Linked DNA regions of Sus scrofa: all the other regions are linked to region 1. Evidence: chromatin contacts called from public HiChIP or PLAC-seq data. All regions are on one chromosome and are shown on one strand. Each heading gives the region's core, a stretch centred on a gene start, on an enhancer-like site or on the middle of the called end of the contact. The rest is flanking DNA. Distances are from core to core; before and after follow the strand shown.

Region 1 (3,489 bases), core at 329-2,828:
TAAAAACAAACAACAAATGACTAAATATCTGTATAAAATATTCGGAACTCTTATTTATTTTTTCTCAGTATATATCATAATTTAATATGTGCTAAAGGGAGTATTTCAATTCTGTGGGAATGAATGGTTTATGTAATAACTAGTGCTGGCATAACTGGCTATTCATTTAGAATAAAAGGAACTTGTATCCTAATTTCACAACAAATCCAAAGGTAAATTCCAAGTGTATTAAAAACGTACATGTACCCAATAAATCTCAGAAGAACATTTTGGTGACTACGTGGAAATCTAGGGGACAGAGGACACGTCTCACACTAAAACCAGAAGCCTGGAAGTAAAAAAGATAGACATGTTTGATCACCTAAAAATGTAAAACGTTTATATGCCCAAAAGATACCATAAGCAAAGTTAAGAGTAAAAATACGCATTTAGAAAAACATGTGTCATGCCCAAACTCCTGTTTAAAAATCAGGTTTCCAGAAATATTGGCTCTTTCTCACTACGCAACCAGTTCTTGTCTTTGTTTTACAAGAACAGCAGCAAAACCCTCAAGTCCTATCAAAGTTCAAATTCAAGAATAATACGCCAAAAGTCAGCAACAGTCTGCCCGGTCCTGCTTCCCAATAAGCAACAGTAAAACCTCATTAAAAAGAAAAGATTAAGGACCTAGAGGGTTTGCTGATAAAAATCAAATTCAGATTTAAAAGAGGAATCTATACCAAAGGAGGCTGTGGTAGTTCGGTCACTCAAGAAGCCAAGACAACTGTATACATGAGCTGCCTGGGACTGTTCTAGACTATTCTGGTCATATGGCAGATGACACCAGGATTCCACCGAATGGCAAACTAAAAGAGGACAGTTATGCATAAGGTGGACAGAAGAAGCGAGTCTGTGACAAAATGCACCAGGACCTGAAATAAGACATCGCACACATCAACGAGCAGGAAAGCTGATAGCAGGAGAGACGTGGTGAAACAAAGAGGAGTTTCAAGGGAGCAAAGCTCCATCTGCCTTCAATGGTCAGAAGCGATGGTCAGAACCTCTAACCAGCTCGGCGGCAATCACTGCGATGCCTGTATTTCCTTTTCCAAATATAAATGGCCTAGGACTAAAAATACACCGTGGCTTCTTCCTGTGGGCTGCTGAGAAAAGCAACAGCCCGTAGGAAGAAATGGGGTGTGAGCATTTCAGCACTGCCCACAGCCACGGCCCTCTGAAATTCCTGAATGAGTGCTGGAAAATAAGGCATGGCTTGGGAAGATGCTTCATCTAAAAATAATAGACAAACAACACTTTTAAAGGAGATGACCAAAGAAATTACACGCCCAAACGAGGATGTTGCTTTCTTAACAGCAGTAACATGACCTAGTCAAACACTGGGGAGGAAAGGTACTTGAAACTCAAGGATCTATTCATACAAAATGATTTAAGTCAGGAATAATGCATTTATGACCCAGAGTAAGTTATTTTTCAGGTCTCCATTATAATAAAAACTCTTGATGCAATAAATATGTTTTGTAAAATTCTAGTAGACTGGACTACGGCGATTGCATTTCCAGGAAAGAAAATTGGCAGCACAGGAAACAAGCTGAGCTTTTCCTGCTGGGCAGTTGCTTTTATTACAGTCACAGACATCGGGGAGGGGGGGGCGGGTACCCAGCAAGAAACAAAAACAGGGAAAGGGGGAGAAAACAAACCAAGAGACCTTTATTACATAAAGTAGTAAAGAAGGACAGGATAGAAGTCAGGGAAGAAAATTGGGCAACAGTGAAATACGCAGCTGGCTCTTTAGTTCTGACTGTTTCAAAGCCACCAGTCACCACACCCTGCCCAAGGCTCATTCCTGGGCCTTGAGGTGCTATTACCTGTTCCTCTACTACATGGAGAAAGGACAAGCTCAGGTATAGGAAGCAGGAAACAAGTCCCTCTCTTTTTTTAAGCTCTATGGTTAGATTTTCACAGAGTGGTTATGGCCTTGCCCTTCAAGTATTCTGCATTTCTAAAATGCAATATTTATCAATGCTCAAATGTAAAAGAATGTCTTCAAACAATAAATACATGGAGTTCCCTTGTGGCACAATGGGTTAAGGATCAGTAGCCAGGAACTTCCACATGCCAAGGATGCAGTCAAAAAAAAGAAAAAAGAAAAAAGAAATACAACAACAACAAATACAAAGTATTTGGGGCTTATCTCTTGTTTTGACCTATTCTGTACATTCTAGTCTGTGATGAAGGAGCGATGTTTGATCTCAGATTCGTATTAACGCTGGTATCATTTTTAAAATTCTCAATGGAACCCAAATTTTACTGAACCTTTGTTTGCCTTTCGTTGTCAATCCTAGATCTGTATCTATTGCTTTTGGCATTTTCTTTCCTTTTCCATTATGTATCCTTTTTCCTAAAACTCATGTCAATCTAATAAATTGACTTTAGAATTCAGGTTAATTACAGCAAGATGCAGGTTACTTCCACAAAATAATATAAGCAGAGGATGTGCAATTAAGAACTTTGCTCCTGTAACTCTTCCCTCTCTACAATTACCCATTTTCAACTGTCTTCTTGATCCTTCTTGACAGAATACAAATAGGCTATGCTGTCTCTCTCTTTTAAAATCCCTCCCTTGAGAGCTTAAATGCCTCTTCAGCTACCATTCCATTTCTCCCTAACTCTTGCAATGAAACTAGTCCTAAGAGCTGTTGAGACTTTCAGTCTCCCCTTGCCTCACTCCCATCTGAACATGAACTCACCTCGGTCAGTCCTTTCTCCCCACTGCGCCACTGACACAGTGTCACCAGTAAACTCCAGCCTCCTCAAATCCTTAACTCTCAGTCCTTAGGTTATCTGATCCCTTAGCAGCCTTGGCTGTAACTGACGACTCCCTTCTTGCAACATTTTCTTCACTTGCATTCTGTCTAAGACTCTTTTCTTTTACCTTAATAGTAGATGAAGGAAGGGAGGAAAAGAGAGTTCTAAATACACCTACTTTTCCATCAAGGCAGGACCAAACCAAGAGCAGCTTTGCCTGTGAGTCCTTACGACCTTCTATGCTTTTGCTGCTAAGCATCTATGAACACTAATGACAATCTCCTGGGAAATCTACCAAAAACTTCCCCAGGCTGAACTGACATTTCTTTACAAGGTCAAACAATCCCTCTAGGGTCTGGCTTATAAATAACATGTCTCAGAGGTTAGTAGCCCATCCACTAGCCTTCTAATCTCGCAGCACTGTCACTTCCAGGGCTACGGCTACTCTGTCCTCTTGGTATGGAGCAGAAAAACATCTTCCTTTAACATTTTCTCCCTTCCAATGTCAGGGAGATCTCTGACAGCTTCCCTCTGCTGGCTCTAGTCTAAACTGTATTTGCTTACTGTACCTTCCAGAACACTGTACCCTTTTCTTTACATCATATGTCACGTTCAAGGTCCAACAGATTTGTTGGTGCTCTGGGTTAGCAAACAACCTGCCATTCTTTTAGACCATCTTCTGTA
Region 2 (3,696 bases), core at 379-2,878, 81 kb before region 1:
AGACATTCTTTTCTACACATTTCTTGAGCTCCAGAGGAAATGCTGCCACAGGCATGAGGCCAATGGATGCCACCTCTCATAGGCACAGTATGCATAGAAAAACACGACTTAAAATTTCCAGCCATCTTTAACTCAATAGTAAACATGGTTTGAAAGCTCAAATGTCCTTGACATTTACAAACCTACCAATTGTCATGCATCTCCTAGGCATAACTTAGACGCTCAAGCCTTTTCATCTTTGACTGAGGTGTAATTGTTTATGTGAGGAACAATATTTTTTAACTGACTAGAGCACGTGCTAGCTTCACAGAATCACCCAGCATCACTCACATACAGTGTTTGCACATCTAACTCAAGCCAGACCTAAGTGTTGAACTTGGCATCTAGGTCTATAAATGATCCCAAACTTCTATTTTGGGGAGCACAACTAACACTTTCATCTCTATGGCTAGCAGGAGTATTTAAACCTTTTGGATTTTCAGAGTCAATATTTCACAAAGAACTAGCAAGTGTTTATCACTTCACTAGAGGTAGAGGCCGGGTGATTTACTGAGCTTCTTCCTAGCCGGCTGATTTATTCCATATACCAGTTTCACAGTATTTGCTTAAGAAAAGTTCGAGGGAGTATAGGCAATAGGATTTGTAACGAACTCATGACCAAATGAAGCAGGTGTATTAAAACCATGTGTGCTCCTACTAGAGTTAATGTAGAAAGGTCCCAGGTCTTTGTGGACATGTTTGAGTCCATAAAGGGAGCGCTTTGTCAACCCTGCAGCACATGGGAGTTCCCAAGACAGAAGTCAAATCGGAGCTGCAGCTGCCTGTCTACACCACAGCCACAGCAACATGAGATCTAAGGCTCGACTGTGACCTACGCCACTGTTTGTGGCAACGCCAGATCCTGACCCCACTGAGCGAGGCCAGGGATCGAACCCGCATCCTCAGAGACATGAGGGCAGGTTCTTCAACCCACTGAATCATAATGGGCACTCCCTGCTTTTCCTTTTCATTCTGGGTCTTTACCCAAAAACCTCCTTGGGGATGGTCTTCTGAAAAATCTTCCTTCCTTCATAGGCTTCCCAATTTCTACTGCCCACTCCCAAACTAGTCTTAAATAGAGTTGATAGTTTCTCCTCTGAACATTCTACTACATCTCTCTCAGAGGGTGTTCCACATTTTATTCTATATTATTTGTATGATATCATATAATATGTATATTACACGTGTGACATATCACACACACACACACACACACACACACACACCCTGCTCCGAGACAGAGAGTCCCATGTGGACAGAAACCATGTTTTATTTCTCTTTCTAATCTAGTGCTTTTCACAGGGCCTGGGAAGGTAAATACATGTTGAATAAATAAAAGCTGAATTTTCTCAAGGCCCATAGTAGAGATTTTTTGTTTTTCATGGATTCCTTCTCTGAAGATAAACGGAGTTTAAATTTACCAACCAAATAACGTGCCATGAATCCTGGAGGAACAAAGCCTTGTTGCTCTAATGCTCTAGGAAGGACAAGTGAGGAAAAAAAAACTGTGTCGTCCTGTACTTGGTGTTCCACAAACAGGCACGGAGCAATGAGCTGTAGAAACTGGATCTCGATTCTGAGCACGTGGTACTCAATCTGTGAGCTATGCCACCCACTTGAGCGTGTCATGGTCTCTGGAAGTTTCTTGAGCACAACACGCCTTGGACTGAGAAGGAATATCAATTCCATGATGTCCAAAGCAACCTGAGTTCTCCCTCTCCTTTGATGTCCTAGCCATCCACGTTATCATCCCCCGAGCTTTCCAGGTTGGATGGGGGACAATATGCTTTAGCGACTGTGAGAAACCATGAGAGATGGCCCAGCTTTTAGACATGTGTGTAAGCGAGTGGCTGCTCCCTGGGTGCTCCACGTCCCCCTCCATGAAAAAGAAAAGCATAATATTTAACAACATCCCCAAGCTATTGTGAGGGTTAATTAGATTTAATGGGGGAAGGGAGGCGAGCTGATTAGGCACTATTCAAATCCAAAGAATCATTATTTTGTGTCTAAAAATAATCCTGATGTAGGAATAAAATTAATTTGGAAGCTCAATCTTTGGTAATCATCTTCCCATACTTTAAAAAAAAAAAAAGGCATAGTTTTTAATCAAAATCCCATTCTAAGTGTGAATCATTGAAGTTAGAATAGAGACCTGTGAATTTTTATTCACCTTTGAAGTATGACACTACACGGTTCTTTTTTTTTTTTTTTTTTTTTGTCTTTTGTCTTTTTAGGGCCACACCCTAAAAAGAGGCATATGGAGGTTCCCAGGCTAGGGGTGCAATCGGAGCTACAGTTGCCAGCCTACGCCACAGCCACAGCAACGCAGGATCCGAGCCACATCGGCGATCTACACCACAGCTCACGGCAACGACGGATCCTTAACCCACTGAGTGAGGCCAGGGATGGAACCTGCAACCTCATGGTTCCTGGTTGGATTTGTTTCCGCTGTGCCACAACGGGAACTCCCTCTTTTTTTTTTTTCCTTTTCCCTCCATCCACCCTCCCTCCCTTCCTTCCTTTTTTTGAAGATACACTAAAGGTATCTTCCAAGGAAGGTTAATTTTGTGGAACGGAGTAATGTAAACAAACATGGATTTCAAAACTACATTTACTTTTACTTTTTGTTTCCTTTGAAACATTTGTGAAACACTTGAATTCCCATCTTTAAAGAATCAGTAGTCAACGCTCTACAGTTGAAGTAATTTTTCAGATCATTTCTGGTAAGTTCCACCCCTATTTCTGTCCCAGAACCAGTCAGGGAGAGATCTTCATATCTCCCCAAATTAAAACACAAATCTGGGAGTTCCCTTTGCGGTTCAGCAGGTTACAAACCCCACTAGGATCCATGAGGATGCAGGTTTGATCCTTGGCCTCACTCAGTGGGTTAAGGATCCGGCATTGCTGTGAGCTGTGGCGCAGGCCAGCAGCTGCAACCTCAGATTCGACCCCTAGTCTGGGAACTTCCATATGCCACATGTGTGGCCCTGAAAAGCAAAAGCAAAAACAAAACCCCAAATCCCTCGTTATTTAAGGCTTAGGTCAGAACAAGTCATCTAAATAGTACTCATCAAAATTAGTATAATAGATTAATTTACTATGAAAATCTTCATGAGAAATAGAAGTTAGTCCCTGAGAAAACTCTGAAATGTTGTCTAAATCTCACCAAAAAAAATTATAGTATCTTCAAAAATGGGAAACATTGTTTAAAAATATAATAGTTAATAATCCTGGGAAACAAGCCATATCTGTTAGGGAAAAAATGTTATGCTCAGTTTTTGGTAAGTGAAGACGTTTGGCTGGAAATGGACTCTTGATGTCTGTTTAGGACTTTCCAAAGGAAAGGGAGATAAGGTAATTAGTCAGTAGAAATGTAATCTCTACAGAGAATCAAGAACAATTCTCTTTTAACACAGCCTATTAACATTTTCCATAAGACTTACAAATTCTCATAACTTAAACTGTATACTCACCAAGCAAACTTCTGATTATTCATTCGATTTCCCCGGACCCTGGACACTGGGGACGGATGTACCCTACAGGTAGATGAGAGTAATCCAGTCATTACAAGAGCATATTCCTGATGATAAATGAACGAATACAAAGGGATCTGGCTGATACATGGTCTCCTTTAGATTTGCATCATATAAGATGCCC
Region 3 (3,511 bases), core at 20-2,519, 100 kb after region 1:
ACATCAGCTCTGTTCTCAAGGAAGTGACTTCTTTGTGGCCTACATGGTAGGAGACAGTTCTCTGTAATACAGAAACGCCTTCCACACCTTGTTATGAAAGTCCCTCACAACAGGTGGCCAAAGCTCCTGCAAACTGCCTTCAGGGACAAAACCATTAGGCTCTTTTGTCCTACCTCTAGGGCCCTCTGGGACCCTGGCTGAAGCATGTGAACTCAGGTCTGCCTGACCTGAAAGTCTGTGCATTTCTGCTTCCGCATGCAGGTCGCTTTGCTGCAGGCTGGCTGTTGGACTCATGACTGGAAATGCTTTCTCTCACTCCTGGCCTAACATCAGATTGAATGTGGAAGGCCTCGGCTCCAACACCCCTACTGCACAGACGAAGACACAGAAGCCTGGAGACAGAAGTCACTTCCCCATGCCACTCAGGCTGGTAAGCTACAGGGCCAGGGACAACATCATACGTTTTCTGTCTTTGAGCTGGTACCCACTCCAGGCACACAACCTCATTTCTGAATATTCCTCTTCCTGTCTCAGTCCTATGCTTCCTAATGTGTGAGCACATCCAAAGGCTGCCAGCACTGGGACGCTCTTGTCACAGCAGGACACAGAGCACCAAAGGTCACAGACAGAGTCGCCCCCAAAGTCCATCGTGAGAACATGTGCCCTGGCCATGGATCATGTGGCTACATGTGCTGTATTACCCACAAGCCTGAAGAAATGTGAAATCACTTTGCAGGAGACGGCAATAACAATCGCCTTAACGACCACCAAACAAAGGGTGCCAAACAGAAGGAAGGTGCAGAGAGGAGGTCTGAATGAACCACTCTTATCTACCCAGTTCACACAGCAACAAGATGAAGGCTGCCACCCATGGGACTCTGTTATTTTCAATGTTTATTGTTATGTTTGCAATAACCCTATAAGGGAGACAGAGCAGGTTTACAACTGGCTACTGCCTGGCTTCCTATTTTGCACCAGGCCAGTTATAATGCCTGCACAAGCTGAATAAAGCATGTATTTACGGAGCACCTACCAGGTGCCAGGAGCTACAAGGGAAATATAAGAAATAGTTCTTGCCCTCTAAGAGCTTAGGATCTGATTAAAGAGACGAGGCCAAATACACACACAAAACTAGGACGAGAATGAGGCAAGGCAGCCAGAATGTTCGAGAGAAAGTCTGCTCCACAGTTCTTTCTTTAAGCTCTGAAATGTGCTCATCAGGTCCTGAATTCCTTGGCGGGGTGGGAGGGACCACATGGAGAGACCAGCTGACAGAGAAGAACTAAGGGACTATTTATAGCAAGAAAGAGAGAAGGAACAGGTGCTTTTGCGGTGCCCTGAGATAGGAAGGCCACGTCAAGTAGCAGATCTTTATAATGCTGCCTGCAGCCTGAAAGACAGACTTACTCTCCTTCCCCTAAACATGGACGGAAGAGTCTGAAAACTAGGTTTCCACAGTGATTACAGAATCCCATCAATGCATCCGTTTCAGGCTTTCCCATTCACTGTCATGATGCAAAGTTACACATCTACAACTTTTTGTTCACTGCAACTAATAGGTCATCTTTTTTAAAAGCCCATAATCACACATGTGAATGTCTGGTTTTTTTTGGGGGGGAGTTGGTGGGGGGGGGGTATTTTTTTTTATTTTTTGTCTTTTGTCTTTTTAGGGCCACAGCCATGGCATGAGGACGTTCCCCCGGCTAGGGGTCAAACTGGAGCTACAGCTGATGGTCTACACCACAGCCACAGCAACGCAGGATCTGAGCCGCATCTTCGACCTACACCACAGCTCACAGCAACACCGGATCCTTAACCCACTGAGCAAGGCCAGGGATCCAACTCTCGTCCTCATGGGTCCTAGTCAAGATCGTTAACCACTGAGCCATGACGGGAACGCCTCATACATGTGAGTCTTTTGATGTCACCAATATGTATACATTTTCTTATGAAGAATCAAAGTTCAAGTAGCCTTTAATACTCAATGAGGAGAGAGTTCTGTAAGATGGAAATGACGACATCTTCAGACCTTCCAGCGCTCCCTATCTGAAAGTAGTTCTGAGATTCTGAACACTACACAGTATTCTCACCCATCCCATTATCCTCAATGAAAAAGTCTAGTAAAAGGACCAAAAATGAATTTCACTAACATTCTAGCTTTTATCTCTTTAAAGAAGAGCTGGTTGAGAGTATTACAAATGACTCAATACAAATAATTATGTTCTATAAATAATCAAGTGATAATACATTTCATTAAATACTGTGCTCTGCTTCTCTTAAAGCTTTCCTGTAAAAAAGAATGCAATTATATCTGTCATGTATTTTTAAAAAGTACATACAAAGAATAAGAAAAAAAATCAAGTTTCTACTCCCCTCCAACATACACAATCTAAATTAGGATTAAACTACCAACATCAGCTCCATTCACAAGGAGGAAAATTGATTCTTACGAACGTGCATGAAGTAAAACCTAGAACCTACAATTTTTCCTGTCCCTATTTGAGAACAGAAAAATACCTTCTATAAATAATGTGACAAGAGTTTCTTACTCACATTGTAAAACCCCAGGGAATATTGGCTTTTGTTTTTTATGCACCTAAATCTTTCATGCAAACTTTACCATAAAACTGAAAAATGACAGTAAAGGGGAGAGAAGTATTTGGATGTCCTTAGAGGTTGTCCAGACTGGTGACAACCACACCCTAGGCTGGCTTTAACTAACAGCCTAGGTAGTATATTCTGGCTGATGTTCTGTACTTTTCTGCCTTCCTCCAACATCGATGACTTGAACAGATTTACTGCTATTCAAGCTGAAGAACATACCGTGAAATAAAAGCAACATTGTGAAATATACTGTTTGCACTTTTCCATCAGGCTGTCTTCTCTAAATGAGATGCCCGGGTCTATATGATTTGTTAAACACAGTGTGCAGAAACTTATTTTATTCAACTGATGCAAACACATTTTGATTAAGAAAACGGAACTTGGAGTTCCCATCATGGCTCAGCGGTTAACGAATCCGACTAGGAACCATGAGGTTGTGGGTTCGATCCCTGGTCTCACTCAGCGGGTTAAGGATCAGGCTTTGCTGTGAGCTGTGGTGTAGGTTGCAGACATGGCTCGCATCTCCCACTGCTGTGACTCTGGCGTAGGCCGGTGGCTACAGCTCTGATTAGACCCCTAACCTAGGAACCTCCATATGCCAAGGGTGCAGCCCTAGAAAAGACAAAAAAGGAAATAGGAAAAAGAACTCTTGGAATTCCCTGGTAGCCCAGTGGTTAAGGATCTGGTATTGTTGCAAATGTGTCTCTGGTCACTGCTGTGGTGCAGGTTCGATCCGTGGCCTAGAAACCCCTGCTTGCGGTTTGGCACAGCCAAAAAAAAAAAAAGGAAAGAAAACAGAACTCCACAAAAATAAAACACATCCTTCAGCAATTAGTTTAAACAAAAAAGGTTAAAAAAAAAAAAAAAACCTGCTTAATTTGGAGAATACAGAGTTTAACGTGATGAG

The links. HiChIP or PLAC-seq counts read pairs in DNA pulled down with a chosen protein or histone mark.
Region 2: a contact with region 1 is called in an H3K27ac HiChIP or PLAC-seq map of skeletal muscle, with 2.4 times the contacts expected there. The contact joins two enhancer-like sites. A contact is called at or near these places in 8 of 47 Hi-C or Micro-C datasets (alveolar macrophages, embryonic fibroblasts, epiblast stem cells and 4 more) and 1 of 2 datasets of contacts at active chromatin or transcription factors (skeletal muscle).
Region 3: an H3K27ac HiChIP or PLAC-seq map of skeletal muscle shows a contact between it and region 1. The contact joins two enhancer-like sites. A contact is called at or near these places in 3 of 47 Hi-C or Micro-C datasets (embryonic fibroblasts and skeletal muscle) and 1 of 2 datasets of contacts at active chromatin or transcription factors (skeletal muscle).

The regions. Positions count from the first base shown.
Region 1 is chr11:46,147,058-46,150,546 of Sscrofa11.1, forward strand. All of the region lies in intron 3 of KLF12 (Kruppel like factor 12), which reads right to left. Among named protein-coding and RNA genes, the nearest start is that of KLF12, 160 kb to the right of the region's middle. Within about 2 kb of position 1,579, at least 7 of the 83 cell types and tissues checked have an H3K27ac peak or open chromatin away from gene starts, as enhancers often do. A contact at or near this core is called in skeletal muscle, where this site is marked.
Region 2 is chr11:46,065,668-46,069,363 of Sscrofa11.1, forward strand. KLF12 (Kruppel like factor 12) reads right to left here. Exons shown (of 7, transcript NM_001134347.2): 5 at 3,513-3,575. Among named protein-coding and RNA genes, the nearest start is that of KLF12, 240 kb to the right of the region's middle. Within about 2 kb of position 1,629, at least 1 of the 83 cell types and tissues checked has an H3K27ac peak or open chromatin away from gene starts, as enhancers often do. A contact at or near this core is called in skeletal muscle, where this site is marked.
Region 3 is chr11:46,250,407-46,253,917 of Sscrofa11.1, forward strand. The region is part of intron 2 of KLF12 (Kruppel like factor 12); the gene reads right to left. Among named protein-coding and RNA genes, the nearest start is that of KLF12, 56 kb to the right of the region's middle. Within about 2 kb of position 1,270, at least 7 of the 83 cell types and tissues checked have an H3K27ac peak or open chromatin away from gene starts, as enhancers often do. A contact at or near this core is called in skeletal muscle, where this site is marked.